2 separate regions of the Zea mays genome follow, and region 1 is linked to region 2. A link is a contact called in public Hi-C data. All regions are on one chromosome and are shown on one strand. The core of a region is the stretch at or near the end of the contact, and the rest is flanking DNA. Distances in the headings are between cores, read along the strand shown. Region 1 holds the start of LOC103630226 (UDP-glucuronic acid decarboxylase 2). Region 2 holds the start of LOC100193240 (40S ribosomal protein S5).

Region 1 (6,451 bases), core at 1,422-3,921, 190 kb after region 2:
GCGTCGCTACGAGATCATAGGTTCGAGAACCACTAAAACCAGAGTTACAGTTAAGAAGGTATGACCTTTCGAAGTTTTATGAGATCAAAATAGTGGTAATATACCTATTCTATGTTAATTAATGTCATTCATGTGGGAAGTGATTTATTAAGAATTAGATAGTTCATCCATAATCTAATTTACAACTAAATTAGGACCAAGTTAAGATACCATACTTAGTTTTAATCAGGAAGATTAATCTACTATACCTAGGTTAAATGATTATCCATTTATAAAAGTATGTGATATGATATGAATTAGTGTTGTACTATGTAGACAATATTATTATAAATCTAATGCAATCTGAATGGATCAAATCAGAGATAATATGAGAAATTATGAATTTCATAGGTTCTTAGATTTATTTTCATACCTAATATTCCATTTTTAGATTAAATTTATAATCAGACACGGCTACTGCACTACGATCACTATTCCTTGAAACCCAGGGTTTACTTTATAAATTTCAGGACCTTACTATAATGGTCTTTACCCAAGCGCATCAGATTGGTTTTACTAGAGTACAAGGACTCATATGCAAAAAGGGCGCGGATGAATGAATAACAGGTGCATTTGGGCTATCTTACTAGAGATCTAGGGCTCGAATTGATTAGTGAACCGATACAGAGTGGTGGCCGTAGGATCTGAGATTACCAGTTGCGATTATAAGCCGAAGGGTTACCCGTCCGATCTAATCCCACACGTCGGTTGTGATCCAACGGTCGCGACTCGTCTTCTCACCCCGCGGCCTCCAATCGGCGGCGCCGCCACGACCCCCGACGAAGAGTTCACGGGTTAGCGGCATGTGTGCTTGGTTTCCCTGTGGCGGCGCGGACGGTCCACGACTTGGGACCGGACGATCTATGGCCTTGTTGTAGGAGTAGATCTTCCCTATGCACTGGCCAAACGGTCCGTGATGGCGCAGAGGGTCTTCTTCCTCGCGAAGGACCCTAGAACTCGCCCCTGGGAGAGATCTCATCGATTGAGAGAGTTCCAAGGTTTGCCCCAGGATTGGCAAGCCACCTGGGTCGTCTTTGGTCGCGTAGAGTCGAAGAGAGATGGTTGTGGCAGGCCATAAATAGATCTAAACTTAGGAGCGCTCTGGGCCGGGCGGTCCGCGATTGCATAGAGGGTCTTCTTCCTCACGATGGATCCTAGAACTCACCCCTGGGAGAGATACCGTCGAGGGGGAGTTCCAAGGCATGCCCCAGGATTGGCAAGCCACCTAGGACGTTTCTGGTCGGCGTAGAGTCGAAGAGAGATGGTTGTGGCAGACTACAAATAGATCTAAACTAAGGCTACACTATGTCTACTCTTAAGGCATGAAAGATAAATGCAGGTAAATAGATTGGTTCGATTGGATTGTGTTCGGGAGTTCTCAATCGTCCGTAACCCCTTTATATTTATATGGGAGGAGGTTTGGGCCTGTTCTTAGCCGAGTACCAACAGATCCCCATGGATAGGTTAAGATAACCACATATAGGATAAGCACTCTCGCACGTGATTATTTTGTGGCGGGGGTGCAGACCGTCTGAGCCATAGCACCGGATGGTCCGAGCATGCCCAAGTGTCAAATATGATGTTCAACACATACCAATCAACACTTTCTAGTTTCTATAAGTAGTTATCAAATATAAAAATATACTGATTTAAATGTCTTGCTAGCTAAATATAGATATAAAAAACTCTTTCAAATATATGCATGATATAAAAAATGTTAGTGTGAAAATATACAAAGATGACTCATTTATTTAGGAGAGCGAGAGCATCTCCAAGGGACTTTTTTATTTTTGACTCCCTATTTGACTCTCTATTTACCTCTCCATTAAGATAAAATTTTAGATGTAGCATCTCATTTCAATAGACAGATAGCTTGGCGAGTTGAATGACTAGTCTGTTAGAGAGTTATTTTGCTATTAAGTAGCTAAAACTTAGCTTGATAAGTTATTTGGCTAGTATCTTAGACCCGTTTGTTTCCTCTTGCTAAAGTTTAGCACTGCACTTTTTAGTTTAGCTACTAAAGAAACAAACATGGTGACTAAAAGTGTTGTGCTAAAGTTTAGCACCCATTAGCGCTTTAGCTCCACCAAATATGTTAAACTACGCTAAAACTGGTCCCTCAACCCCTTTCTCTTACCTCCTCCACCCACACCACACCACCTACTTGTATCCAAACAACCCTTAAATGCTAAAGTTTAGCGGGTGGAAACCCCTTATGCTCCGTTTGGATGTTGATATTGGACAACAAGGAATTGAATTGAGCTCAATATTAAACCAACCATGATATTGAAATGAAATGTAATTTTAATTCTATTGTTTGAATGTCACTGAATTTGAACTTAGAATTGTGTGGTCTAATTCACATAATACCATGGGTGATGCTCTGTATTGAAAAGTTGAGTTTCGAGTTGTAGTCTAATTTCCAAAGAATTGGGTCTCTGATTCCAAATCTCAATTCTATGCGCAACCAAACAACAAAAATTTTGAGAAAATGATTTCAACTACCAATTCTGTGCTCTAATATCTGCATCCAAATCGGGTATTAAAATCATGTGAGAGCGAGTTTTTTAAAGATGTCAAAGATGCTCTCAATTCTAACCACCTGGCAGCCCGTGTAGCACATGCCCCCACCGTCAGCCCACAACAACGAGGGTAGCCGCCGACGAGGCCAGTAGGCAGTGGCCACCCACCCCTGTCCTCCTCCGGGTCGCACACCTGTCCCGGCGGCCTCCCTTGCGCACCCGATCACACGCACGCACCGCCAGTCAAAGCCCCCACCTCCCGGCCAGCCCCCACCGCCCCGCGAAGACTGGGTCCCTGCCGTCCGCCCCACATCCAAGGGCCCCGTATCCCTCCTCCGGCGAGCCACCGCTCCCCCGCCCATAAATACCTCTTCGCTCCCGCCGCTGCCGCTGCCACCCCCGCGAGACCTGTCCGAATCGCGCCCAGGTCCCTCGCTGGGAGTTTCGCCGAGGGCCCTCCCGCCTCCCCTAGATTCACGACGGAGATGGCGTCCGAGCTCACCTACCGCGGCGGCGGGACGTCCACGGCCGCCGGCGCCGGCGCCGGGGGATACTCACCGAAGCCGTCCAAGCCGCTCGCGTGGCTGCCCCGCGCGGCCCGCTACGCCGTCGCCGAGCATCGCCCGCTCTTCGCGCTCGCCGGGATGCTGATCGCCGCCGCCGTCATCTCCATCGCCTCCCCGTCCGCCTCCTCCTCCTCCTCCACCTCCACCTCCACCGGCGGCGCCGCCTCGTCCTACTCCAACAACAACAATCCGCTCGCCCGCTTCCCCGTCGAGCCCGCCCACCACCGCGACGTGGCCACGCGGCACTTCGTCGGCGGCAAGGTGCCGCTGGGCCTCAAGCGGAAGGCGCTCCGCGTCCTCGTCACCGGCGGCGCCGGCTTCGTCGGCAGCCACCTGGTGGACCGCCTCCTCGAGCGCGGCGACAGCGTTATCGTCGTCGATAACTTCTTCACCGGCCGCAAGGACAACGTTCTTCACCACCTCAACGACCCAAACTTCGAGATGATCCGCCACGATGTCGTCGAGCCCATCCTGCTCGAGGTCGACCAGATCTACCACCTCGCCTGCCCGGCGTCCCCCGTCCACTACAAATACAACCCCATCAAGACAATCATATCCTTTCTCTACGAATTCCTTCAGTTCAGTTCCGTTGCGTTCATTTCCTTTCCTCCATGAATGATTCGTGATTGATGCCTGGATCGCGATCGCTTCTATTTTTCTTCTTCTTTTGGTGCCTAAACAAAAATATTTTATATTGTTATTGGGATGGACTTGGTTTCTATTGCTTTTTCGTGGGGAATTTCCAAATTTGTTTCTTCCTGCGGGTTTATCGGTTAACGCGCGATGCATCTGAGGAGGAGGATCGATTCACTACTCTTTGAGATTCCGTATCCGTCTCTGAAATGGGAATATGACAATTTTTTTAAAATCCGGTACCAACAGGTATAACCCCCCAGAACTACGATTTCCTTCCACGGAAGGAGAATTTTGTCCGGAGCTCGAATTTGTGCCACGTTTCACTTCGTTTTTTGGAGTTTTCTGCTCAACTGAGGGAAAGCAGAGCCACCAGAGCTTGGCCGTTTCAGATCTCTGTCTGCTAGGCTGCCCTTTGCTCAAGGGCAATCCTCCCTTTTCATTCAACGCAAAAAAAAAGATCTTTTTTTGCGTCTTTCTATGAAATCTGGTGACAAATGTTCAGTTGAACTCAGATTCTTCAGATGCAATTGAAGATCTCAAATCATCACATCATTTTTTCTGTCGAAATAATTTATGTGTGTGTGTGTTTTTCTTAAAAAAACTGTTTTTTATGCTTCTGAATGCTTGCTGCATTTTCCCGTGCATTTGAAACAGGAAAAACGTACTAGCGAAAGCTATAGCTGTGATCTGAACTCAATTGCTCCGTACCGTTTTACTTTGCTTCATGATCCGTTAATGAAAGCAAAAAGTAAGCGCACGGTGCGCATGGATCTGGGTTAGTTATGTACTTTGCTTACTTCTGACATAAAGGGCGCATTTCAATTTTCAACAACACAAAAGTTGACGTCCAAGTGGCCTTTGCCTTTTCCGCTTTCTAAGCAACTTCGCTTACTGTTCACTTCACGAAATTTCCTTATGCTTTACTTGTTTTGCAACTGAATGTGGAGTAGCAATGTAACAAAGTGAAAAAGGGTGTCTGGCTGATTCATTTAGTTTCTGCTCGTTTTGCTTTCTTGAGATGGTTCGTGTTAGCCTTAACCTTTGTGATAGCACAAGACCAATGTGGTTGGGACTCTGAACATGCTCGGATTAGCAAAGAGGATCAACGCCAGGTTCCTCCTCACCAGTACCAGTGAGGTCTATGGTGATCCTCTCCAGCACCCGCAGGTGGAGACTTACTGGGGCAATGTCAATCCCATCGGTACTAGCTCTTCTCGTTTACACTCTCTTTGTTGATCTCTTGAAATTAATTTCTTGCAGTGACAATTAATCATTCATTTTTCTTAGATCTAGCGTGATGAGGTTAGCTAATTGTTAGTTAGGTCATGCATATGTCAAAGACATAGCCGGATCCTCCTTTTAGCAGGGAACTGTCAGCCCCAAATAAATGATCTCTCATGCTCATTCTTTCTTTGTCATGCTTTTGTATGACCTTTGGAGCGAGCATAGACCACTGAGGGGTTGTCCTAAATATGTTACCCTGCAGCCATAGTCTTTTAGTGACATGATTTTGGATGAGCAAAACCACAAAAAGGAGAGCAAGGGGGAGGGAGGGAAATGCAAGCTGGTGGACAATGTACTGTTGCAAAGAGGACGGGTCTACGTTGTCAAATCTGTGCTTATATTTTTTTTACCCCGAGCTGTAGAAAGCAGGAATGAGCCCTTTTCAGAAAATAGTGCTGGTCCAGACTTGAAGCTTACTGTTGCATGAAAGAGGCCTTGTATAAGCAATATGCAGAAAGGCATTTGGAATCTTACTCTCTTGAGATGCTGGCCATGGAATCTTAGCTTGGTGGGTTCTGGCATGCTTTGATTCTTTTTGGTGGGAAGGGACCATGTTGGTAGGTGGAATTTGGTCCAAGAGGGCCACTTTGTGGATTCCTTTTCAATAAAGCAAGAGGGGGGGGGACACAACTATACTTGACCAGTTATGCCTAACCAAACACCCACCAACCACTGCACCTAAAATAATGAATGAAGTTTGTTGAGTTATTCACGTAGTACTTGTTGGCTGTTGGATACTCGTTGGATTATTTACAAAGTAGGCAAGCTCTTGCCTTGCTCTTTGCGAGTTTTACTGATGGGTACGATTTCTCAATGACAGGTGTCAGGAGCTGTTACGATGAGGGCAAGCGTACAGCTGAAACGTTGACCATGGATTACCACCGTGGTGCCAACCTTGAGGTAAGTCAACGATCCAAAATGTCGGTTTAGTGGATGGAATTCCATTTCATCTGCGACCAAGTATATTCATTTTGGTGGTTTCTTTCTGTTTCAGGTTAGGATCGCACGTATCTTCAATACATATGGCCCTCGCATGTGCATTGACGATGGCCGTGTTGTCAGTAACTTTGTTGCTCAGGTAAATATGCGCAGTGCTGTCTATTCTATCTACAGAACCCAAAAGATATGACAATTGGTCTTGTATCACAGAAATTAAATTACGTGCGATTATGGTTGCAGGCACTGAGGAAGGAGCCCTTGACGGTTTATGGTGATGGAAAGCAAACCAGGAGTTTCCAATATGTTTCTGATCTGGTAGGTCTATCTCTGGCCAACATATATTGAAAAAAAAAAGAAACCCTTGATTTGGCTTTTCCTGTGGCCTAGTGGCCTAGCCAGTGGGATGCTTGAAGTATTCATTACTAGGAATTTTATTCTTTGCATTCAATGTACTGATTGGGGTCT
Region 2 (6,486 bases), core at 2,933-5,432:
TAGCCCGAGTCCGAGCCCTGGGTCGGGCGGAGCGGAGTTCGCCGTCTTCCGGGACTTAGCCCGAGTCCGAGCCCTGGGTCGGGCGGAGCGGAGTTCGCCGTCTTCCGGGACTTAGCCCGAGTCCGAGCCCTGGGTCGGGCGGAGCGGAGCTTCCTATGGTGCCTTTGGCAGGGCCTGGCTGCCTGTCAGTCTCACTCTGTCAAGTGGCACTGCAGTCGGAGTGGCGCAGGCGGCGCTGTCCTTTTGTCAGGCCGGTCAGTGGAGCGGCGAAGTGACGGCGGTCACCAGGATAAAGATGTCAGGCCACCTTTGCGTTAAATGCTCCTGCGATTCGGTCGGTCGGTGCGGCGATTTAGTCAGGGTTGCTTCTTAGCGAAAGCAGGGCCTCGGGCGAGCCGGAGGTGTGTCCGCCGTTGGAGGGGGGCCTCGGGCGAGACGGAAATCCTCCGGGGTCGGCTGCCCTTGTCCGAGGCCAGGCTCGGGCGAGGCATGATCGAGTCGCTCGAATGGACTGATCCCTGACTTAATCACACCCATCAGGCCTTTGCAGCTTTATGTTGATGGGGGTTACCAGCTGAGAATTAGGAGTCTTGAGGGTACCCCTAATTATGGTCCCCGACAACCGGCGAGGTCCACCCTTCGTCCTCTACACTACAAGACGAAGGCCTACGTCGACGTCGCCCCGTCCCACGTCCTCACCAGACCTGGAGGCCCACGTGGGATTCGGCCCATTATAACAGGCCCCGCACGGAGAAGTGTGTTACGGGCCCGATTTATAATTGCTTTTCTGTAATGACAGTCTGTAACCCTCCTTTATGGGAATATTCCGGGGATAGTCCAGGTGCCTGAGGGTACATGCGTCCTTACATCGAGACGTTGGGCACTCAGACACCTATAAATACCCCCGTAAAGTGCCCTTGAGAGGCTGGATTAACAGAGCAATCGTCATCTCGAGTTAAAACCTTATTTGCATTACTTTCACTCCCCCGTTGGATCAACTTGCCCAGGAGAGCAAGTTCCAACAGACGATCAGGGCCTCAGGAAGGCGTGAAGTTGGCGTGACACGTGCCCAATGTTTAGGTCCGAGAGTTGCCTACTCTAAGAAGATTGGGTCTCGCGACATGGAGCCATAGCTCCCCAAGCACCCTAGTGACGATGTAGATGTTGGTGATGTGGGAAGGTTGCAATAGATTCTCCACCCGCCCTCTCGATGGTGACGATGAAGTCTAGGGTTCCGAAGCGCACGCTCACGCCTGAGACTCAGCTAATGACGTGGCTTGCCATCCGCTACCTTGTGATGGAGAAAAACGGCATGACACGCAAAAAGCTCGTACCTAACGTGACAATTGTTGGTGTTTGTACCAACGGTTAGTAATAATTGTGCTTTGCACATTTTGGAATGAATGATGTGCAAAGGGAACACGAAGATTTTTACTAGTTTGAAATGTGCTGATCACCATAAGGATTCCTAAACACCTCACCATACTGGAGTAGCAAACAACTAGCTCGTAGAGAGCACTTATTCTTGCGGGAACCAAGTTGGTGAGCGGTTACACCCTTGGGTTCTTCAACGAGAATCAGTTGCGGGAACCAAGTTGGTGAGCGGTGACACCCTTGGGTTCTTCAACGAGAATCAGTGAGGAGTGTCGACTCTCTAAAACATCAAAAAATAACCTTGAGCTTCTAAACGTGCAATTTATTTCGATTACTTACATTCATAGGATTGAGATGATAGCATAGGGTTGAAATTAGGGTGGAGACACTTAGGTGAAGTTGAATTTGTAATTAAGTGTTAGTTATTACAATAATTTTAGAGCAGCTTAATTAGATGCGGCTCAGCGGTGGCTGGAGCTGACGAGAGATTGCCCACGGACAGGTCCGCTCATTGAGATTTGAGACGAGACAGCGGTAGTGTCTTCTCGCATCAAATGACGACCCATCAACGATGATATAAAAAAGCAGACTTATATAAAAAAGCAGACTTAAGAAACTTATCTCATGGCCTGATTATGGCAATCCTGATTATGGCACAATGTAACACGGAGAGAGAGCAGGCAAGGGTATGGAAACAAACAGATCCATAGCTACAATTGTGTCACCTAACCAATAACACGGAGAGGTGCAGTGCAGATAAAACTATTGGTACAAACCAACGCAAGCAAGGTAAGCTAAAAATATCCTGGGGGTGAAAAAGGCTGGTTTGAAACATGTTTTTTTTAAAAAAAAAAAGATCTTCCCATTCTTGTATTGGTTTGCCTAATCTGCACCAGCAGCTTGATTTGCACCTGCTATCATCAATTGTCTAACCTACAGAAGATTGCCAACATAGAACCGGTGACATCTGAGTGACAAGAAATACTACATCGGCAAGCCAGCGGCGACGCCAACAGCACTCACAAATTCACAAGCAGAATATCTCAGTGCGCATTTCTGCACCAAAACAACTGCATTTCACAGTAATTTTCATTGTTCACTGAGAACCAAAACCTTAGATATAGGTCTCAAAGTCTAAACATGGGTAAAAACACAAGAAAAAAATACGACTGCCAGAAACGTAGTTCTAGTGCAAGTGCACCAGGATACAAGCTCCACTCAACGGTTGGCCTTGGCAACACGCTCAATCTCGTCCTTCTTCTTGATGGCGTAGCTGTGACAAGAATTGCCATGAATGAGCACAATTCACATCGCAGATAGGAAAAAAACAACCAAATATAGCCAGACAGGATATATATACCTGTTGGAAGAGCCCTTGGCAGCGTTGATCAACTCATCTGCAAGGCACTCAGCAATGGTTTTGATGTTCCTGAAAGCGCTCTCCCTGGCACCAGTGGTGAGGAGGTAGATGGCCTGGTTCACCCTTCTCAGGGGTGAGATATCCACAGCCTGCCTTCTCACAACACCAGCTGAACCAATACGGGTGGCATCCTCACGTGGTCCACTGCAAAGACAATATCAGCACAGAACACCAGTTTGACATCTCAAGAGCCAACATGTGTAATCAATAGTTTGAGTTATAGTTGACATCTCATAGCACATAACTTTGAGCTGCATGGGGCATGAAAACAATTAAATAGATAACAACATAATTGACATAGAAATAACAATTATAAGAGATATTAACATGAGCCGTGAAAACGAATGGGCAGAAAAGCAATGAGATAATACGAGTCAAAATTCACATTTTGACTGAAACTGGAAATGGTAGAGTATGGGGCACATTGATCAAGTACAATCAGCTTAAAAACATACATTCTAGTATGATGAGAAATTGTGACATGGCATTTATTTCGAATTTCAACAGCTGGCATTTGTCAACGATCATGCTATCAGATTTAAAATAGCAGGAACCAGCAAGGAACTTATATCAAACAGCACTCCCCTTTGAAAGACAAATTATACATGATCTCATACCAATCAGTTTAAATGCATATCAGATATATAAAACTGGCAACAAGCAGCAAGGAAATACATAATAGCTCTATCAAAGTGCAATCTACTTCAGAAGACAGAAATTATACATAAATTTCATAGAAAATTATACATGAATTTCATAGGAATCAATTCAATTGCATAGTAAAAACAAACGTTTCACCAAAAGTTACCGCATTCCAAAAAGTATCAGCATAAAGTAACAAGTTTAGCTGTTATTAGCCTGACAATACAGAGATCGGGAGTGAGGACAGGAGAGCAAGGTAGTACCTGTTGATAATGGCGTCCACGACCACCTGGATGGGATTGGCGTCAGTGAGCAGGTGGATGATCTCCAGGGTGTGCTTCATGATGCGGACGGCCATGACCTTCTTGCCGTTGTTGCGCCCGTGCATCATGAGCGAGTTGGTGAGGCGCTCGACGATGGCGCACTGCGCCTTGCGGAACCGCTTCTTGGAGTAGCGCCCCGCGGAGTGCGGCAGGAATGTCGCGTGCTTCGCCGCAGTCACAGCCAGGTAGTCGTTCAGCGAGATATCGTTCACCTGTAGATTTTTTCCATTGGAGTTTAATCCACTGCTCACAGTAGCATGGCTAAAGAATCGATCGAAGTGGAGATGTGAAGAGCCATTCGCGTACCTGGACATCGTCGAAGGTCCAGCGGTTGAAGAGCTTCACCGCGTCCTGGGGCTGCTCCACCTCCGCCATGGCTGAGATCGAGAGAGCGATGTGCTGTTTCGGCGGCGGCGGCGGCGCGACTAAACCCTAGGGAAGTCACCGCTCGCGGGGTGCGAGGTGGATTCTAATAATAGGTGAGAGCCTCCCGGGCTAGGGTTTCTGATCCGACAGCTGTCCGCGCATCTGCTGGACGGTCACTGATTGCAGGGCCACGATATCCCATAAGCGGATCGGGCTTCGTTCCTTAGGCCTTTGGGCCCATTCTCTCCTTTCTTATGTTACGAAAATAAACCATCCTGCTGGGCTTTCTCAACTCCTTTCGTTCATACTACTTCGTGTTCGTTCTTCGCAGTCCGAATAGCGCGAAAACAAAGCGCGATGTATATTTAGGGATTCAAATGTTAACTAGAAAACTTAACGCTTTGTCGTGTTTTCGTGTGTCGGCCTAGCATTTTCTATTATAGTTATATTGATACAAGGTTTAAATATCTATATTTTACAATATGAACTAATATTATTAATATTTATAGCAAAGGATTTGCTATATAGTCAGTACGTCTCTATTATATAGAGCTAGTTTTCACCGTGACGCGTCAACGTTTTTTTAAAAAAAAACTTTATATTTTTTTGTAATCAACCATGGTCTAATTGTTGGAACGTGTCGAGGCAGTGGAGCATCGAGCCTCCCAGCAGGTTGAACACCAACGTGGCCTCACCATTGACGGATGATTCCAGCCTAGACCAGTCGTCACGGCACAGAAGCCAACGATCGACTAATAGAATTAATGGTAACCTGCATGAACACACTGACACGGTTCGGTGACGCACTGGATCGTCAGTTCGTCACTGTAGGAGGTCTGGTGCACCACCGACAGAGCATAAATTGTACATTTTCTCCAATGGCTATGTTGGTTGTTGAGAACTATAAATATCTCCAATCAGCACATTGAAGACATAAGACTCACCCCAACTTACTACACATCAGGTGCAACCTCTATAGGCTTCAAAATCCATTTCTACGCCGCATTCGATCGATTTGAGTTTGGGAAACTTATCGCCTTGTGCATTTGAGAGTTCTTGTTATCTTGAATCGAGTTTTCATTCTCACTCACCCATTCTCTTTTATTGTAAAGTGAGGCAAGAGATTCCAATTCTTTGTGTGGAGGTCCTTGGAGGACTTGGTGGCCCTGAGATAGTGAAAAAAACTCATCCGGCCTCTGTGACCGTGTGAGAGAGGGTAAGAGTTGAAAGACATATCCTTTGTGGACACCTCAATAGGGACGTAAACTCTTTGGAGTTGAATCTCGGGAAACAAATCGCTTGTGTCTTTGCGTTGATCACAATCATTGTGATTTGGTTCTTCCTCTCCCATTTCTCTAGTTCACTTGCTTGCGATGATTTGAGTTGGCTACCAAAGTAATTTGTAATTGATTGAGCAACTCTAAGAAAAAAGAACTCTTCCGCACTCTGATTCATTTTATACTCATTCTAACGCTAACCCCGAGTGAAGTTTTGTGTTCAAGTTCGTAAACTTCAGGTTTCATCCATTCACCCCCTCTATGCGACTTTTAAAATCAATCCATGGTCCAAACCTCCTATCCCACGTTACCAGTTGGATACACACCTCTCGCCCCTCTCACGTACACGACACGAGGATGTGGCGGCGCTGAATCTGTGGTGGTTAGGCCTGCAGGATTGAAGCCCTCTCTCCCACTTCCGCCTCCACCTCCCACCCTGTCCTCGCCCGCCCTGACTACAAACAAAGTCGTTTCGCTTCAAGAAGAGCATGACCACTTCATCTCTTCTTATCCAACAGCACCACCACCACCACCTCCCTCCTCCTGCCATGCACGCCCCAACGTCGCGACCTCCACCCTCCGACACCGTGCCTGCATGTGCTGCACCTCGAATCCAAATCCAAATTCAATCCTAGCTTGTGCTCTCCTCAACCCGCGCCAATGAATTTTTGTCTCAAATCGATTGCATCTAGAAAATGTTGTCCAAGGAGGATTGGCGGTCAACCCAGTGCCTAAATCTAGGGTAGTCGGGGGATTGGGGACAAGAGGAGGCTGAACAAGGGACAAAGGCTGCAGTGGGGAGGGCTCTTTTCCCACAACATCCTGGTGTTGAGTGAGAGGAGGAAGCCAGGAATGGTGGAGGTGGTGCAGCAAAGTGGGTGGATGGTGGAGGGGATGGGCTCACTGGCTTATCACTCAGGCGGCAACGTAACTTTGCAGATATGTTGTAGGTTTGATCTTATTTGGGTTTCAAAAAATGCTATCCCTTTTATATATTGAATTCTAATTCAAAAGGATGGTTAACCTTAATAGCTTCTACTCAACACATCATTCTGGTAGCTACAATGTTATTAGTTGTTAGCTT

What was found. Hi-C and Micro-C count contacts between places; a contact is called where the count stands out from the background.
Region 1: a contact with region 2 is called in a Hi-C map of leaf, with 6 times the contacts expected there. The contact joins the promoter of LOC103630226 here to the promoter of LOC100193240 in region 2. A contact is called at or near these places in 5 of 25 Hi-C or Micro-C datasets (ear, endosperm, leaf and 1 more).

Annotation. Positions count from the first base shown.
Region 1 is chr6:149,299,718-149,306,168 of Zm-B73-REFERENCE-NAM-5.0, forward strand. LOC103630226 (UDP-glucuronic acid decarboxylase 2) reads left to right here and starts at 2,672. Exons shown (of 6, transcript XM_008651297.3): 1 at 2,672-3,679; 2 at 4,817-4,964; 3 at 5,868-5,947; 4 at 6,042-6,125; 5 at 6,227-6,301. The coding sequence starts at 3,047.
Region 2 is chr6:149,109,707-149,116,192 of Zm-B73-REFERENCE-NAM-5.0, forward strand. It overlaps LOC100193240 (40S ribosomal protein S5), which reads right to left and starts at 4,183. Exons shown (of 4, transcript NM_001138390.1): 1 at 4,066-4,183; 2 at 3,700-3,971; 3 at 2,735-2,938; 4 at 1,971-2,647. The coding sequence starts at 4,134. The coding sequence ends at 2,593.